2 separate regions of the Anser cygnoides genome follow, and region 2 is linked to region 1. The links are chromatin contacts, called in public Hi-C maps. All regions are on one chromosome and are shown on one strand. The core of a region is the stretch at or near the end of the contact, and the rest is flanking DNA. Distances in the headings are between cores, read along the strand shown. Region 1 overlaps CCNL1 (cyclin L1). Region 2 holds the start of LEKR1 (leucine, glutamate and lysine rich 1).

Evidence for each region. A called contact is a pair of places that touch in the nucleus more often than the background predicts.
Region 2: a Hi-C map of liver shows a contact between it and region 1, with 3 times the contacts expected there. The contact joins the promoter of LEKR1 here to the enhancer-like site in region 1. A contact is called at or near these places in 3 of 7 Hi-C or Micro-C datasets (all in liver).

The regions. Positions count from the first base shown.
Region 1 is chr9:25,588,635-25,593,591 of Taihu_goose_T2T_genome, forward strand. It overlaps CCNL1 (cyclin L1), which reads left to right. Exons shown (of 11, transcript XM_067002730.1): 11 at 1-805. The coding sequence ends at 304. Among named protein-coding and RNA genes, the nearest start is that of CCNL1, 14 kb to the left of the region's middle. Within about 2 kb of position 1,452, at least 2 of the 3 cell types and tissues checked have open chromatin away from gene starts, as enhancers often do. A contact at or near this core is called in liver, where this site is marked.
Region 2 is chr9:25,654,893-25,660,039 of Taihu_goose_T2T_genome, forward strand. LEKR1 (leucine, glutamate and lysine rich 1) reads right to left here and starts at 3,840. Exons shown (of 11, transcript XM_067002611.1): 1 at 3,682-3,840. The coding sequence starts at 3,741.

The sequences.
Region 1 (4,957 bases), core at 202-2,701:
GAGAAGCAGGTCCCGCAGCCACAGCGGCAGCCCTCGCAGGCATCACAACCACGGCTCGCCGCATCTGAAAGCCAAGCATAGCAGGGAAGAGTTGAAGAGCGCGAACAGACACGGTCACAAAAGGAAAAAATCCCGTTCACGTTCGCAGAGCAAGTCCAGGGATCATTCTGACGTCGCCAAGAAACACAGGCACGAGCGGGGCCACCACAGAGACAGGCGCGAAAGATCCCGCTCCTTTGAGAGATCTCACAAAGGCAAGCACCACAGCAGCAGTCGGTCAGGACACAGCAGGCACAGGCGCTGAGGCCTGAGCCTGCGCTGGGTCCTAGCTAAGCCTGTATATAACCCAATAAATGGACTCTTACTTGAGAACAAAGGAATCGATTAGGATTTGTTTAATTTAAGCCCAATATCTGATTTTTCTAAAACACGTAGAACATTTTCTTTTGGGAAAGGAACTGTTACCAACTTTTGCACATAATACCTTAGCAGTATCAAATTGATGGAAAACAATGATCAGGTGAAATTGTATGTATTAGAGTTGTGTATTGTTTATCGCTATGAGAACTGGAGAGTGGATTTCTGTACAAAAGCAAAATGTACCTTATTTTTATACAAGTCAATTGCAGACACTTATATTTAAGTATAGTTATTTGTTTAAACGATGGTGGATACTTTCTTACACTGGTTTTAGTCTGCATGTGTTAAAAGATTTTTACAAGAAATAAAATATAAGGCTTTTTTTTTTACTGCCTGCTGGATGTCAAATGTATTGAGACTACTAAAAGCAATTTTCTTAAACTTTGCACTTTGTCTGTTGGATATCAGTGGGCCACTTAAAAAAAAAAAAAATATCGACGTGTTTCTGGAACAAACAAAACACTTGGAGCAATTTAGAGGGAACCATGGAAAGCTCTAGAAATGTGTGTACCTCTTAGCACAGGCAGCCAGGAAGCTGGATGCACTTCTGATGCACGCAATAGGAACACGTGAGCAGGGACCCAGCTCTGTGAGGCTTGGTGGGCTGGCAGGGAGGGGAAGCCGTGAAGGAGCCGCGTTTCACAAGCCATGGGTGGGACGCTTGAGCCCCAGCTTTCTGTTCAGCTGTCCCTCGGGAGCGGGGCGTTCTCCCCTGCGCCCTTCCTTCAGCTGCTGCTGGCAGGAGCTAAGATGTTGTTGTCTGCTCCTTGCTTCCCCAGGGCCGGCCTGTTAGGGCTGCATGTGCAACGCAGGAGAAGTTACCAAGGTTTTCGTGTCCCCGTCCCCTGCACTTCCCTAATGTTCTTCCCTGATGCCTTACTGTTAGCCAGCTGCTGCGGCTGTGTCCAGTGCCACTGCAAGCCAAGGTGATTGGCACCTGACACTGCTCTGTGGCTGTAGTTGCAGATAGAAAAGGGGAGAAAGGGTGAGGAGGGTTTTGGTTCTATCAGTTGCTGCTTAGACAATAAAATGTTAAGCTTAAAGGTACGAGGTGTCTGCTGTAATCACAAGCTTTAGACGCTAATCTGCAGACCTTTGGGTATGGAAACAACACAGCATAAAAACATCTTGACTCTCCTGAAAAGCTTCTCGCAGCTCAGTGGCTGTGGGTGACGTGGCACTCAGGCAGCACAGGAGAGGGCAAAGCTCAAGGCCGAGTGAGCTGGTAACCGATAGGGTCCGGCGCTGTGCGGTGTCGGGAGCCAGCACCAGTCACTGGGCCAAAAGTCTGCAGCCCTAAAAAGCAAAAGGGGGAAAAGTGATTGAGCAAAAGCTTCTCGAAGTGGTGTGTTCCTGTAAGCAGCTGCCCAGCATCCTGCCAGACCCGATTTGTATCTGTTCTCTAGAAATTCAGAAAGGGATTTTTTTTTTTTTGAAAAGTTGGAAAAGATAAATGTGTTTCTCTGTTTCTTGGTTACCTCTGTTTTGTTGTTGTGTTTTGTTTTTTTTTTTTTAATCTGCAAAAACTTGGCCTATATTTCACGTTGTTTGTTGCTTTCAGAAAGTTGTGTTACTATGGAAATTAACGTTTTTCCATAGATACAGGTATTTAGATAGTTCGGGGCAGTGATAACAGTTCTACAGTAGCACAAACAGCTCCAGCTCTGAGTGTCGGGGTTCGTGTACTGGGGAGAAACTTGGAGTGGGCTCAGCCTGTGTGTGTGTGAGCGCTAATTACCCTTCTGTACTCCTAGTGCCCGGCGCTCCAGAGCTGAAGAGCAGAAGTTGTCTCCCGTACAGAGCTGGAACATCTGGCGACGTGAAACGTCTAGACACCATCTGCTGCAGATTGCTTACACAGGGAGCTTGCAGTCAGCTAGCAGAAGTTCGGTGTTTGCCTAATCTTTCCTGGGGGGAAAAAAATGTGTTCAGTCAGCTTTGTTGGTGGTGGCCGTAACCACGTAACACCTTTGAAAAAAACAGGCCATGAAATAAATGTGTTTGGTTACTGAAACACAAGGGGCACATCTGTCTCTAAGCCCACCTGAACTGGGGTCGGTGCTGTGGAGAGGAGAGATGCCGGGGAGACGAGTGCCCAGGGGCGCCACCGGGGAGCCCCTGGGCTCTGGCTGGGCTTCGCCTTGCCCAAGCTGTGGATTCCTCAGCCTCTTCAGCTCGTTTAGAGGGGAGAAAGCTGCCCCCCCAGAACAAACCGTGCCGTCAGTTAAAGGGATGGGGGCAAAAGCTGTGGCAAAGCAAAAACCGCCAGCTTGCTCGCGGCGTGACGCGGGCCGTGCTGGGAGGCGATGTCACCTGCTGGGGCAGGCAGCGAAGCGCCAGCCGGGGACTTTGATCAGGGCCTTGCTCTGTTGTATTGCACTTACCTGCTAGGTCCGCGGCAGTAACAATCAACTTAAAAAGAAGTCAAAGCCTCGTGTAAGGATGGTCCTGCATTATTTTTGCAACCAGATCTCGTGTGTCTCCCAGGATTTTGGAGCGTCGTTAGGTGTTCGCTGAGGTTCAAATCACAGAAATTAACAGCTGGGGTACCGCTGGACCTGTAAGCCTTCAGGCTATGCTCATACATCTCGGTAGTTGAAAAGCATTTTTCTTTAATGCTTGTTATTTTTAAATTCTGTCTTAAAATTCCAAGTCTCTTGTGTGTGCTTGAGTCACTAATGGGAACGCTTCATCAGCTGAAACTTCTTTCTGAGCGATGTCATGGTTTTGGTGGCCCACCGCTGACATCTGGGTGTGAGAACACCCACGGCAGCCGTGACTTCGCTGCAGCTTCTGTCCCAAGTGGCACGTGTGCGGCCTCGCTCCGCTGGGCACGGCCTTCGGGATGGGCCCACGCAGCCACATCAGACAGTGGAAATGAGACTGAAGCATTTTGAGAGTGAGCTGGGGTTTTGAGTGCCCCGCGTGGGTCGTTTGTTTCTGAAATAGCTTGTAGCTCTGTGCTTTGCTTTTGGGTTTTTGTTTGTTTGTTTGTTTGTTTCAAGGGATCCCAAGGCGTTAGGGAGACCCAGCTGCAGAGTTCCTGACCCTTTTCTATTCAAATGTGCTTCTTGACTGTTACCAGTGTGTAATGGTGTAATGGTTCATCGTGCAGGAAAGCAGAGAATGAAGCACGCGCTGCTTACGCCGCCCTTACAGCACCAGCAGGAGTTTAAGACGCAAAATCCTCTGTTCCCAGAGTAAATAAGCAGCCCTGGCGGTCTGTTGGTCTTCGGCTGTAACTGGCGTACGTCCTTCATGCTGCAGAGCATTATGTAACGCGCACAGTAAGCACAGTAAGACCGCGTTTAAACATTTACCCTTCGGAGTGGAAATGCTTTTATGGTAAAAATAGACTCCTGAATGCTCCACTGCAGCGATATTTCTAACCGAAACCCCAGGTGGAGATGGAAACGAAATGGCTTTCCCGGCTCGAGCTGTACTGCAGCACAGCACAACTCCCCCTCTTCCCCATCCCTTTACGCTTGGTTCACTGTGCTCGTTCTCTCACCAGGACGGATGAAAGCACCAGGACCCCAAAGAAATCGGTGATCAAGCATACAGATGAGAAATAACGGAAGATATTTTGTGCTCTTCCTCTGTCTTCCCAGTATTTTTAGTAGTCGCTGCCCCCGGTGCGCAGGCCGCGGCTGCTGCAGTCCTGGAGGAAGGTTGCTGGGTCTGCTCGGGTGGAAGCAGATGGCCAGCAGGCCGGTATTTGCTTTCCCCTGACAGAGCGGGCGCCGTCCTTGCCGAGCGGCAGATGGCAGCCAGGGCGAAGCAGGAAGAGGAGCGACGCGGCACGGCGCCCCGAGCCGCAGCCCCCCGCCTGGGACGCTTCTGGCAAGGAGCTGGTCCAACAGAAAACTGCTGCGAGAGCCTAAAGCCGCGCGGTCTGCCCGAAACAGCAACGGGAGCACACGGCAGGGCTGTGGTTAAATACGGCGGGGGGGCAGGAGGAGCTGGGCAGGTAGGAGCTGGGGCTGGGGTGGCACCTGCCAGCACCCAGGGCCAAGCGCAGCGCCCACGGTGTGCTGAAGAGGGGACGTTTTCCTGGAGAATGCAGAGCATTTCTGTATGGGCTGGTGCTGCCGGCACTGCTGAGAGTGAAATAAGGTGCTGAGTCTGAACTTTGAAGCCCTGAGACCTTTCCGGAGACCCACAAGAACTAACTGATGGGACACAGTCCGACTGGCTGATCTCTTCAGAGCTGCGGTTTGCTGGGGTCTGTCCCGCCCTCAGAATTGCTTTTCCTCAGAAAGTTAGCGGGGGATCATGCTAACATGCGTTGAATAATTTTTCCACAAAGGGGGGCAAACATTTCGAGTCAATAAATCCATACTATTGTGACTGTCCTTCACTTCCAGCTCTGTCACAGAAGTTGGAATCCAAAGATTTGGATGGCTTAGGAGGAAAACAAAACCATGACAGATTCAAGTATATTCTTGATCGAAATTGTCCCAATAAGTAACCCTTGGGATTTTAGCCTCTCCCAGAAAGCTGTGGAGTGTGGTGGATTTGGGACATCTCTAGTCAA
Region 2 (5,147 bases), core at 2,590-5,089, 69 kb after region 1:
GTCCACAATTAATGAGGTTCTTTTAAAAAGTTTTGAATGTGTTTCTGTGCACCACAGAAACAAAAACAGAGCCATGAACACAGATGTACTCCATGTACGCTACTTTTACAGCGCAGGGGAGGCAGAGCGTTAGGAACTGAGGCACTCACCATCCTCCCTGCATCACCCCGTGCCCCTCGGGGGCATAGCACAGCAGTGACAGCTCGTGCTCCCCCTCCGCTTGCTCCATCACGCTGAGTCTGCTTTAGCAAGGACTGCACAAAAAAAAACAAGCCAAAACAACAACAAAAACCACCACTGCATTTGTCCAACCTAACATCGTAGCAGAACTACACACAATATTCCAGAAAATAAAATTGCTTTATGCTACAGCTGGGTGCTCTTATATTATTTCTGTGTATTGATTGTTTCATTCTGCCTCTACCTGATTATCTGAATGTATTTTCTTCTCATTTTACTCCCCCTCTACACCATACTACTTCCCTTTCTTTCATACTGTTTTCCCTCTTCTAGCACACTACCTAATCCCTGTTACACAGAGAAATGGTTACTTCCAGCCACGCAAATGATATTCTAGGAAGAAAGAGGTGTCTTCCACTGCATATGCGAAACCGAAGAGTTAGTTGATTGAAACTATTTATTTTTTCACTGAAATATTTTGAGTCCCAGTAGAATTTTCACTTCCTAAAAAAAAAAAAGTTTATTGTGAGCAGAGTTTTCAGTCAGCATCTAGTCAGAGAGCAATGCAGGCTGCAATGCTAAGCCATGCTGCATACATAATTATTTGTTCAACTTCCATAAAAAAAGCAGTTGCAAAATAAAAATAACAATACTTGCTTTGAATACATATGAATAATGTAGGAAAAGCCTTGCAGCAAAACCAGAATGTCCTGCTCTCAAGCATCCCATTCAAAACATGCCCCAAAATAATCAGTTTGCACGACAGGAAATAATACTCGGATTTCAGGTAGCTTTAATTTTTTCCTGCTTGTGTTTAAAGCAGACTAATGAATCATAAAAGAGCACGCTGCACTGCTACTGACTGCACACGCGAGCCCTGCTAACATCCAACACGTGTCCGGCGTGCCACGCAGACCTCACTGCTGCTCCCGAGCTCCTTGGGGCTGTGTTGTGGCATGCTCCAGCTCTCCGGTGCAACACACAGCAGAGAATTCCTATAACTGAACCACGGTGTATCGCAACTAAACGTGACGCCTGTGCAGAGAACTGATGATCTAGCCCATCATTAACCTTTTGTTCGTCTGACAATACTGACTTGACACCCACCGGCAGTTGCAACCATTGGGAAGTCCCTCCTAGCTACAACCCCAACGCTTGAGATGCAAGAGATTCTGCCAACCCTCAAATTCCCAGCAAGGTACTTGGGCACTGGTTGCAGAAAGGACTGGTTGCAGAAAGAAAAATCTCTGTCAACACAGGGGCAACTTGTGAACGCCATCTCAAGAAGCATTCATAAAGTACGTGCCCATGGGACCTCCTGCCCCTCTGTGTCAGTGCTACCATGCGCATCCAGAGGCACCAACAGGAATACTGCTACTTATAAATTAATATTAACACTGCAAATAGTATGTACATAATGACCTTGGGTACTGTTCGCATCTACCAAGCCAGTCACTGTTGGCACGACAGATTCTTTAGCTAATTAAAGCAAACAGAACTATGTAAGAATCTACGTAGAGAAAAATAATCCCAGGTCCAAAGACAGCACAGAAAGTTACCAGAATGTGCTTGTAAAGATACCATTATGTGCTCAATCTACAAGTCCATGTGGCAAATCTAACGAGTAACCACTTGCTGCTAGCAATGTACGTGATGTTTTGTGGACAGTCAAACACCAGGGAACATTCTGCCCTGATGTGCAACACAGCTCCGAAGTTCCTGCACTGCTCGCTTTCTTAAGCTCCTAGGGCGAGAGAACTACTAATACGTAAGGATATCTTGTGCCCAATTAATTATGTGATCTGTGTTAAGCAAGGGTCATTTGTCTGCCAAATAAAATATACAATTAGGCATAACCTTGTTTGCTACTTGGAGGACTCAGGGTGTCACTTGACTCTCTTCTGTAGGTGGCTGCTGCTTTGCTTCCCGCTTCGCTAGGATCTTCCTGGCAAGACCGTACCTTCCCATCCGGGTACATTGGAAGGGCAACAGAAATTGAAACAAACACAGAACTCGGCCACGGCTTTACAGCGACAGGTTTCCCCCCCCCAGCAGGCTTTGGCAGCTGAACTACCTGCAGGACAGGCTGCTCCAGGCTGACGCTCCCTCCCCTTCCCCTCTCAGTGACATCCTCTAGAGGAGTGCAGCTCTGGAGGCAGCGATGTCAAGTACTGACAAGCAGCTTTTGAAGCTCCGTCCGCCAGAGCACAGAAGAGCAGAACGATGACAGCTCTGGGCTGCATCCTTCGCCTTGCCCCACTCTGAGCCCTGCAGCCCAACCTCCTGAGCACGCAGCCGAGCAAGGCAGCTCGAAGCAGCTGCGGGACCAAGAATGCTCACTGCTAGGTGCTGAAATCACAACGCTTAACACATTCCCTCTGGATACACATGTTCCTTCGGCCAGCTAGCTGCATGTTGGGAGCATGTGCTCCGTTTGGCAGAACAACCTACAGCTGGCACAAGTTCCGCTTATGTTAGGAGCAACCTAAAAGCGAGATTACAAAAGAGATGCTATAAAATCCAAGAAGCAGAGAACGCGAAGGGAATAAGAACATGTCTACATAAAAGGTAGAAAATACAAGGACAGGAAATTGTGAGAATGACTTGTAACCAAGCCCAGTATCTTGTAACTATCCTGCAACTACAACGCAAGCCAGCTGAGCGAAGAAGTGAGCAGCAGCAAAGGATGTGTAAAACCATGACCCCTAACCGATCCCAAAATCTTGGCCTGTCGTTGCCTTAGAGCTCACGTTGAGGCGACTGGGTAGGATGGGACGGGAACATGAGACTACTCTTGCTCACACCTAGGGGTGCTGGCTGGCGTACCCTCTGCATGGAGACCTTTCTGTTGGCGGCACGCCGCAGAGCTGAGAGCTCAGGGGCTTGCCTGCCCGGTCCTCTGCTCCAAAGCAAAACCTTGCTTCAGCCGTCCCCCCGCTACCACCAGAGGAATTCCACAGCTCCCCTGCTGAGCTGCTCCACTGCTCTACCCCTGCCTCTGGGTTCGTCACTTTCAACCAAAGCAAGTGGAGAACGGTGAGGGTAAGATTAATTTCCAGCTAGAGATAAAGGACAACTACATACAGCATGTGAATACCGTCAGCGTGCCCTGAGGCATCTTCTAGAGCAAGTAGACCCAACTCTATTGCCCTTTCCTAGGGCAACGGACTCGTCAGCTCTTTCCTAAATTCCCGGCTGTATGATTTTCCTTAAAGACCTGCAGCTCTGAGCTGACCCCCCACAGCCCTGAAGAGGAGACAAGCGGGGCTGAGCTCCACACGCAACCCCGACACCGCTTCAGCCCAGCTACGCGCCCTGCATCGCTGCGGCAGCCACACGCGGCGCGCGGTACCGGGTCCGGGCTCGCTCGGAGCGGCAGCACGAACGCCTTCCCGTCCCCGCCGCGCGCGCCCCCCCGGCAGGTGACTGCGCTCCGTGTGTAACGCCGTGCCCCCGGCGTGCCGCGGCCCGGGCCCGGTTCCCCCCCCCGCAGCCCCGTACCTCTCGGATCCCCGGGGGCAGGGCGTGCCCGGGGCCGGGCCGCTCCGTGGCCGCCGCCATTTTCTCGCCGGGCCCCGGCGGCGTCCTGGCGTCACCGCGGCAACGGCGCGGCGCGGCCACGGGGCGCGCCCCCGCGCGGGCGGGAACGGGAGCGCGCTCGGGGGTTTGGGGGGGGGGGGGGGGTGGCGGTGCTCGCCCCCCGCAGCGGGTCCCGGCCCCCCCGGTGCCTCGGGGCTGCGGCCTCGCCGTGCCCCCGGTGATGGCCCGCGGGTGATGCGGGGCTGCACAGCGCCCCAGCGGGAAGGGCACAGCCCCAACGGGGGGGGCTCCGCGGGGAAACGGCCCGGGGGTGCGCCGGGGTGTGCCCCGGTGTGTGCCTCGGGGTGTACCGATGTGTGCCCCAGTGTGTGCCGATGTGTGCCCCGGCGTACCCCAGTGTATGCCCCGGTGTGTGCTCCGGTGTGCGCCCCGGTGTGTCCCGGTGTGTGCCTCGGGGTGCCCCGGGGTGTGCCCCGGGCTGTGCCGATATATCCCGGTGTGTGCCCCCCTGTGCCCCTGGGGGCGCCGCGGTGTGCCCCAGTGTGTCCCAGGGTGCGCCCCGGTGTGTGTCCCGGGATGTACCGATGTGTGTCCCCCTGTGTCCCGCTGTGTGCCCCGGGGGATACTCCGGCTGCCGCCCCGGTGAGCGCCGTGCAGCCCTTCCCGCGGCCTCGTCCCGCCCGCCCAAGGTCGGCACAAAGGCGGCGGCCTGCGGCAGCCCCCGCCGGGGCCGTGCGGTCGGGAGGGGCGGTGCGGGCCCGGCAGCGCCTCCCCGGCAGCTGGGCCCTGCGTGCTGCCGCCGCGGCGGGGGGGGGCGGCGGGGCCGCCGGATCGCACGCGATGGCCGCCCGTGGCGTGCCGAGCCGGGCCCTGCCGTGCGGAGCCGGGCCCTGCCGTGCCGAGCCGGCGGTTGTGAAACGGGGCAGGCACGCAACGGCCCGGGGCGGCAGCACCGCCCCGCCGCTCCCTGCCCGGCCCCGGGGGATGAGGGGACAGGCGTGGGGCTGGGGGCTGACATGGGGCTGGGGGGGCTGGCATGGGGCTGGGGGGCTGATATGGGGCTGGGGGGCCTGACATGAGGGGATGTGAGGAGATTGTCGTGGGGTCTGTGAGGAAACTGACGTGGGGGCTATGGGGGGACTGGTGGGGGGCTGTGGGGGGCTGATATGGGGGATGTGAGGGGACAGGCATGGGACTGAGGGGACAAACACGGGGCTGCGAGGGGACTGACACGGGGGGCTGTGAGGAAACCGACGCGGGGTCTGTCAGGAAACTGACGGGGGGGTGCTCTGAGGAGGCTCTCATGGGGGATGAGGGGAGCCTGCCAGGGGCTTTGCTGCCACCAGCCCCAGTTGCTCAAGGTCAGGGGGCCCTGAGGAGAAACGTTGCGCAGGACGGGCAGCTCCCGCCTCGCCCTGCTCTGAGGC